3 separate regions of the Gossypium arboreum genome follow, and all the other regions are linked to region 1. A link is a contact called in public Hi-C data. All regions are on one chromosome and are shown on one strand. The core of a region is the stretch at or near the end of the contact, and the rest is flanking DNA. Distances in the headings are between cores, read along the strand shown.

Region 1 (2,944 bases), core at 197-2,696:
TTGGCTGTTTTGTGAAAAGAGAGCCTCAATGAACGCCATATTCGATAAACTTCATGCAAATTTCCAATTCGGCCATATAATGTAATTAGAAACTGGAAAGCAGAAAGATTTCTGTGGGCATTTCTCTTTTCCAATTCCTTAAGTGCCTTCTCTGCCTTCTCAAACAAGCCGGCATCAACATAAATTGATGCTATATTGCTATATGTTGTCCAATCATCAGCATCCTCAGCATCTCTCTTCATTTCCTCGATAACTCTTTCAACTCCAGAAATATCATTCATAGCAGCCAGAGCCCTCATCCAAACGTTGTATGTATATGAATCTGGTATGACACCACATGATTTCATTTCCTGTATAATTTCTTGTACCCTTTCAGGCTGGCCAATCTTTGTGTAAAGAGTCATGAGACTATTATAAGACATAGAGCTTAAAGGAAGGTTAAGTTCCTTCATCTTTTCCATCAAAGCTTCTGCTTTTTCAGTCATCAATTCCTTACAATAACAGTTGAGAAGGGCACCATAAGTTAGATGGTTTTTCAGTGCTTTAGGAAGATCAACGAAGTAATTTTCAGCAGCAGGAATCCCTTGAGCTTTGGCAACCAAATCAAGATGGATAGCCTGATCACTAACAGTCTTATTCATGCCCCTCTTAGTCGCCATCATTTCAGACAGCTGTAAATGCAAATGTAATGACATACATAACCCATTTTGAATTAGGAAGTATTGAAATAAAAAATAGAAACCTACATTCATAAGAACATTCTGAACCAAGTATTAGCAACAATTATATGCAATCTCCACAACAAAAGGAGAATTATATGATAATATAAGTACAATGTCTATCCTAAAACGCTTATGAATCTCTTTCACTTGATTGTACAATATAACCCAATCGTAGTTTGTAAATAACAATACCACGTAATCAAAAGCCAAAAGAATTAAAAATAAAAAAAGGGCCAAGATTCGCACTATTTCATTAGACAAAATCAACAAAGTTTCATATCTATTAGAACACCATAAGAGAAATTTCGCAATAAAAACCCCAGGCTTTGATCTAAAAAAGGAATACGAACCTTGAGAGCAGGGAAATAGAGCTTACGGTGGCGAAGCTTCTTGAGAGTCTCGTCTACTTCCCATTTGTAGACACGCTTGGAGCTCTTGATGAAGTGATTAAGTTGCTGCCGCACGCTAATTTCCGAGCCGCCTTCCTTAAAAAGCCGGTGGAAAAGAACTTCTTCTAAGTACTTGTTTGACCTTCTCGTCACATTCTTGGTCCGTCCCAATTGCTGCATCAACGCCATTGATTTGGTTGAGTGAGAAGGGGTTAGGGTTTTAGGGTTTCTTTTATTATTTATTTTGGATTCATTTGATGAAAGAAATTTTGGGGAAATGAAAGAAAAAGCCTTGCTGAAACACCCCCCGCCGGGGGGGCCCGCGGAGTAACTGAGGGAGCCAGCCGAGCCGGCTTTGGTTTCTGGATTTGGGCTTAAAACTTCGGCTTTTGATTTGTTTCATGAACCATTTGAAATTGAAAATGTGGCCTTAATCCTTTGAGGTTTTCTTTTCGTGGTAAGGTTAAAAATAAAAGAAATTTAAGGTAGAATTATGTACATTGAATTTTAATTTGGTGTAATTATATATGTGAATTTTAATTATGGTTTAAATATATATTTTAAATTTTAATTTTGATTTAATCATACATATTTAAAGAAATAAATAAATTAATTTATTTTAATATTAAATAAATATAATTATTTATTTATGCAATATATAAACATAAAATAATGTTATATCAATGATTGTGTTAATAATTTACAAGAATTAAATCAAATCAAAATTTTATGTATAAAATTACACAAAATCAAAGTTCATGTATACAATTACACATTAAACCATATTCATGTATAATTTTAACATTTATTCCAAAAATAATATATTCAGCTACCGATAATCAAATTTTAATTAGGAAATGTGATTAAATGGTTTGATTTGCAAAATAAGCAATGGAATCAAAAGTTTAGAGTTTTTTAAAAAAAAACTACATCCCAAGGTTATTAAATTATTAGTAAATTTAATTTTTAGTTACTTCAAGAAGTTATAAAATTGTCACTAAATTATTTAAAAATTTTCATACAAGTCATTGAGTTGTTAAAATTATTACTATATGACTTTCTCTATCCGCACCGTCTACGTTAATCAAAAATTTTTCTTCCACTTCTCTTTTATAGTTTATTTTCTTTTTTATGAAATAACTCTAAATGTTTCAAATATAATAGCGTGATTTCCATTGGTGACAAAAAAATAATCAATTTCAAAGTTGAATTTCCTAAATCAAGCTAACCCAAAAATTTTATTTGAAAATTTTAAAATCGAATTATCAAGTAATTAAATTAGATAAGTTGATAATCATAATATATAGGCTAATTTACTTTGTCAAAGAAGCCGGTATTTCATGCATATAACAAGAATATCGAGATCACTATCATAAGATTCATGATTTGTCGTACATATTTTTACCAAACCGGCTAAAGTAGATGTGCTCTTGAAGCTTAAGAAAATGATGGACATGATGAAGTTCGAGAACTTGGTTTAAAGGGAGCTGTGATAAATTGGACTGAATTATTTATAAAATATAAATTTATTTATTTATTTATAATAATAAATTTAGCTTTTAATGGTTATATTTTTTTAATTTGATTTTTATTTTTTAGTTAAATTTGATAATTAATATTTTAAAAAGGGTCAATTTATTTTTTAACGAAAATATTGACTAAAACATCAACTTTTAGTGATATTGTCGTGACAACATTTTACAAGTACTTTATGTTGACATAACACCAATTTTTTTATATATTATGTCAACAAATAATTTAAAATTTATAAAAATAAAAAATGTAAAGTTCATAAAAATTAAAAAAGAAAAAGTATGAAATAAATGTGGATTA
Region 2 (2,944 bases), core at 293-2,792, 250 kb after region 1:
AGATGAAGTACAAAATTATTTAACTATATAAACAATATAATAGTTTTAACTTTTAATTTAATGGGTAAACATTTATCAAAACGATGTAATTTTGCCTTTTAACTTTAGAAAAAATAAAAATTTATCAAAACGACGTAGTTTTATATTTTCTTATTCAGATTTTCAAATAACTCGAATTGTGTAATTTATATTCGAGTTAAACTGAAAAAATTGATTTTTTATTTGAGTTGATCCGAATAACTCGATTAACTCAAATAACTCGAACTATTTAATCCAAAATTTAAATTTTTTATCCAATTTTTCAAATCGAATCGAATTTTGCTCACCCCTCCTTAGCTCATCCGCTTTCAAGTGAGAAACCCTCCATACTAGAACCTTGTTGAATTCTAGAATAGTGTTGTTGAATTCTAGAATAGTGTTGAATTCTATCCATTCCTCTAAGCCGGTGGATAGCATTTAGCCTTTTATGATGTTGGGCGGTGGCATGGAAGAAGCATGTCTTATAATTCCGTTGATTGAACCATTGGATTGTAGAGCATTGGAGCTAATGACATTCCTCCATTTCCATAATTTATCAAGTTGACTTTTTATCTTCATTGCTTCTTCTTTAGATTTAGGAGTGAGTGGCTCTTCTTGGATATCAGCAAGTCTTTTTTATGAGGAAGTCGATGTTTCTTCTAGAGTTTCCATGCTTGTAAGCCATGCTGAATGGCTTGTAATTTCTCATTTAAGGTGATTTAAGAGTTGAGAGAACGAGGAGTTAGCCATTTCCCTTAAATTAGCTCTTCGTATTCTTAATCCAAGGTCCATTTGAGCTGGAACTTAAACATTCTATAGTGACAGCTGTTCTTGATGGGAGAGTGATCCGAGTGGATGGTGGGTCAGCAACTCCAAAGGCCGAAGAAAAGAGATCAATCCATTTCTCATTACGTACCATCCTGTCTAACTTTTACTGGATTGCCTAGATGCCTATTCAATTATTAGACCAAGTGAAAGCACCTCCACTAATGTGCATGTCTATGAGATTGGAATCATCAATCCATTACCTAAAAGATGCATTTTCTTGGTACAACTTGGTTTTTTTTTTTTTTTTTGTCCTCAAGGTTTTTAATAGCAGTGAAGTCTCCTAAACGGCTCTAGGCTAGAAGAAAGCCCTCCCTCTCAAGTTTTTGATTTGATTTAGCACTTCAATTTTATTCACTCAATAGGGGATTCCATAAGCAAAAGGCTATGTCCACCTCTAATAAATATGAATGTTGTAGGGGCGATGGGACGAAAATCCTTCTAATTTTCTATCGATTCTTATTCATTGTAACTTTAATCATCATTTACGGATATAATTTTTTTATGGAAAGTTGAATTCTAATTCTTTTCAAAATTAAATTTTAATCAATTATTATCAATTATATATTAGCAATAAATATCTTTAGGATACATTTATGAATAATGAAAATGCAACGAACTGAAAATTATCCAAAAAAAGGGAACTAATTGTAATTTTGTGAAGAATCTACTCAACACCTTAACTTTAGTGAGGTGTACCAAGTCTAAAACAGATAACTCTCCATTATAGTAAGTACATCTCTGGATATCGTCATTAATATTTCCGAGATATTTTGCCTTTTCGGCCTCATTGTTAAATTTTTCGTTGGTTTGATTCACTCAAAAAACCAGAATCCGACATGTTTTTTGGAAACCAATATAAAATGAATTAGGGTTCATGCATCTATTGAGCTCTTGAATTTTGTCCCCCTATATATATAAACCCATATCCATCCTCCGTCCACATCATACCCCAAAACATTATTTACTTGCTAAAGAAAAAAAAAAAAAAGAGAGTATAATTTCACATTCACTTTTATAGAAGCCAAGATGGTGGTCGGCTTTGAGAAGGCAGTTTCCGCTACGAAATCCGTCGTGACCTCCGTCAAGAAGGCACCCACTACTCTCTCCTCTGACCGTGTCATCAACTTCGCTCGGTTTGTCCATCGCCTGCATTGATTTCATCGGCTATTGCATGTTTTTCTTTTCAATCAACTTCACCTCTATTTTATTTTATTTCCCTTTCTGTGGGGGGTTTGTGACTGTTACATTAATCAGTATTCCACTTAAATCCCACATTGGTGCATGCAATGCGAGGGATTTTAGATTTATTGGCTAAATCGAAAGCATGATAATAGGATTTGGTTTTATTTCTATTTTTCACAGTGGTGATCCTACCATGTACGAGTCATACTGGAGGCAAATGGGAGAGAAATGTACGGTCGTGATCTCTGGCCATAATTTGATGAGCTACTTCAGCAACGGGGGACACTTTTGCTGGTTCTTGATGCCGGAGCTTGATCGTGCCATCCGGAGGTTGCATTGCGTCGTTGGAAATGCAGTGGTTGACGACGATCGATATATCGTGGTAGGCAATGGCTCAACCCAGCTCTTCCAGGCCGTGCTCTACGCCCTCTCTTCTTCCTACGACCCTGACACTGAGCCCCTCAGCGTCGTCGCCGCCGCCCCTTTCTACTCGGTTAGCCCTTTGATAAACTTTTAACCCTTCATTTTGGTTGACACGAGAGATTTTGACTACTTTTTTGTTTTTTTTCTTTTCTTTTAACCCAGTTAAGTCAAAATCATTGTTGTCGTATTGGATTTATTAGGTTCTTATCTTATTGACTGAGGGTGGTTCAGGGACGGGCCAAGTGGTGTTTCCATGTTTATTAGAACATCTTCCATTAATGCATTCGGTTCCATTTTTCAATGACATTGGGAAACGTTTGCATTAAGGGGTTGTCAAAAGTGGAATAGACAAATTACTGAGAAAGAAATGGGGACAATGGAACAAACATGTTTCTTAAAAACATATTAGTTATCAAACATATGCATGCAAGCATTGTTTTTGGATCTTAGGGCGAACATGGTAACATGGACATGTCTTGCTTTTGAAACCATG
Region 3 (2,944 bases), core at 297-2,796, 140 kb after region 1:
CATAATCATTCCACTCAATAAATTATTAAATTAATAATCGAAAATATAATTAAAATTTAAAGAAATTTAAAGAAATCTAGGAAATTATCTAATTTTGACTATCAAAAATATTCCTATAAGAAGAATCTGATGGACACTAATTATTACCTGCACATTTTCTTGGGGATGGGAAAAGCTATGTTCTCTTATAAAATGAGAAAAATATCACTTGAAAGTTGACTTGCTATTTGAGTTTAAGTTTTTTAATCTAAGTGATTATATTTGGTATTTAGCGGAGTTGTTTTTGATTTTATGGGTTTGGAATTTTACGTGTTAAAAATATTAAAAAATTAAATATTTTAAAAATTGATATACATAATAATTTTTTAAAAATTATTTATGAAATAAAAAATACACAGATAGTATACTAAATATTAACCTTATATTAATATATCTCTTTTGTTAATCTGACTTTTTTTCTTTTTATTTAAATTTAGTTATTAACTTTTCTAAAAACATCAGATTACTATTATTTAACAAAAGTATTAATTAAAACATTAATTTTTTAATTATGTTGGTGTAGTAATATGTGTAGTAATTTATGTGCACTTCATTTTAACATAACATTATTTATCTCATTAGTCACATAAAAAAATAAAATATTTAAAAATAAAAATTCAAAAATTATGAACTGTTTATAAAAAGATAGCATAAAGTACATGTGAATTAACATGTGAGTTGTCATGTTTAAAAATTTAAATATTTTAATTGTATTTTTGTTAAAAATTAATTAGACTCTTTTTAAAAGTTAATAGTCAAATTTCACTCTTTTAAAAGATTAAGAGTTAAATTTAACTAAACAAAACCAAATTGATAAAATATGTAAATGTTAAGGGCTATATTTGATATTATGCTACAATCTTACAATTATAATAAAATATTTTAATAAATTATAGAATTATAAATAAAAATATTTTAAATATTAATAAAAATAAATTTGATAAAAAACGTGATACTATCAATACATTACATAATATAATCTCATCAAATTTTTACTTTTATTGAAAATGTAGTAAAATGTATTATTTAATAAGTTTTTTTGAAGCGAGTTGATTATACTAGATATCTCTAAATTATTGATATTTTATCAAGTAGGTCTTTTCATTATTAAAACTATTAATTTGATTATTATATCGAATGTAAAATTTTATATGATATAATTTAAAATAAAAATTAAAAATAACTTTCAAAATTAAAAATTAAAATAAAATAGAAATAAAAATAGAATCAACAATAATTTTTGTAAAAGTTTTAAAAACATTAAAATCAATAATTCTAATATTATTTTTTAAACCTTTTGTTTTAAATTATATCAAATAACATCAATTTTTTTTCTTTCTCTTAAATTAATGAATTTAATAATGAAATGAAGCATGATACAATAAGAATAGTTCAAGGATGTGAGTTTTATTTCTAGAAAGTAAAAATATTTTAAAAATGAATGCCTACGTAATCTGAAAACTGAGAAGTCACATGGTTTCTGATTATTGCAGGCACGTGAAATTAAGACCGACAATCAGTCAAGGAACTAATGGGTGTCTAATAAATTTTGGTCATATCATGTGTTGGCAAACAATCTTTCTTTCTCTTCTTTTTCCCAACGCTACAGTTTCCTTTAATAAATTTGATAATATGAAAACATATATTATTGTTAGTTTAGATTTAAGCAAAGAACCGTTCAAGTTAAGAGAGATTATGTTATAATATTAAAATATTCATCGTCGAAATATAAAAATCTATCTTACTCTAGAGCCCTTGATGGAGTTAATTTTGGAGAGGAAAAAGAGTGGTGGTGAAGGTTGTTGCTGTTCATATCTCCGAAGGGAAGTTCCTTTTATAGGCCAAAGGAAGCTTAGGGATTTTATATACAAGTTTTAGTACGTCATACTCTTATTTTGTAGTACGTCAAATAGAGTAATAGATGAGTTGATAGAGTTGGACAAGGTAATGGCATTTTATGTCTGATGGATATGACTTAAAATTTTTAGATGAGATATAAAACGCTTTTTAAAGAGGTGGACGCTTTGTACTTGCAGAGCACTTCAATGGGTAAGACATGCTGAGGAAGTCACTTTGCCCTTCCATGGGCAAGCTATGATGTAAACACAGCTACTTGGTAGACTTAAGGTTTAATTTAGTATTACAATTGCTCTTCCCGTTCGGAGAAAAATCATAAAGTGACTTTCCTAAGACGATGATAAGATCGTTAGGTTAGGCTCGTTTCAATTGATTGTATATTATTGAGGATTGATTCATGTAAACAACGAGATAATAAAATCAAAGAGGAACGAACATAAATATTTTATGTGGAAAAATTTTTTCGAAGAGAATAAAAACCACTGGTAAAGAAGGTATCGGCTTTTCATTAAATGAGTAGACAAACAAGAATACAATATGGAGAAAATAAACTTAAGTGTACTAAATGTACATTACCCAAACCCCGAAAACAAAACCCAAACTCAGAAATAAAATTCTCTCTATAGTTACTACGAAACTCTCACCAAAACTTATATACGACTACATCTTGTCGCCATCAAGAAAAGCCCTTGTTGATTGGCATGTTTCGCAAGGATTCAATGGCTCTTTTAAAGAGGCTTAGATTAGAGTTCTAATCATACCAAAATATCCCTGGAATAACCAGAGTCCATATGGAAGAAGAAGTCTTACTTGGAGTCTAAAACGCGACTGCATAACTTGGAGAAATCTCCGTGACGTCCCATGCATGCTCATCATGGCGTCACCGTCACGTTCGTTTAGGGTTTCATTGTATCATCATAACGTCACTTGTTTTACCTCTTTTTTGATAAATGTCAAATGTCTTCCTAAGTGCCTGCAAAACATCTGATAAATACGAGACACACCCAACAAATCTTCACCTTGACTTGTATTTATCACACCTCCTTTT

The links. Hi-C and Micro-C count contacts between places; a contact is called where the count stands out from the background.
Region 2: a Hi-C map of leaf shows a contact between it and region 1, with 4 times the contacts expected there. The contact joins the promoter of LOC108474874 here to the promoter of LOC108476354 in region 1. A contact is called at or near these places in 4 of 5 Hi-C or Micro-C datasets (all in leaf).
Region 3: a Hi-C map of leaf shows a contact between it and region 1, with 2.3 times the contacts expected there. The contact joins the enhancer-like site here to the promoter of LOC108476354 in region 1. A contact is called at or near these places in 2 of 5 Hi-C or Micro-C datasets (both in leaf).

What each region holds. Positions count from the first base shown.
Region 1 is chr3:15,743,097-15,746,040 of ASM2569848v2, forward strand. LOC108476354 (pentatricopeptide repeat-containing protein At1g60770) reads right to left here and starts at 1,447. Exons shown (of 2, transcript XM_017778549.2): 1 at 1,073-1,447; 2 at 1-671. The coding sequence starts at 1,300.
Region 2 is chr3:15,993,835-15,996,778 of ASM2569848v2, forward strand. LOC108474874 (L-tryptophan--pyruvate aminotransferase 1-like) reads left to right here and starts at 1,543. Exons shown (of 5, transcript XM_017776910.2): 1 at 1,543-1,979; 2 at 2,209-2,521. The coding sequence starts at 1,873.
Region 3 is chr3:15,886,190-15,889,133 of ASM2569848v2, forward strand. No RefSeq gene overlaps it. Among protein-coding and RNA genes, the nearest start is that of LOC128291390, 37 kb to the right of the region's middle. Within about 2 kb of position 1,547, at least 2 of the 2 cell types and tissues checked have an H3K27ac peak or open chromatin away from gene starts, as enhancers often do. A contact at or near this core is called in leaf, where this site is marked.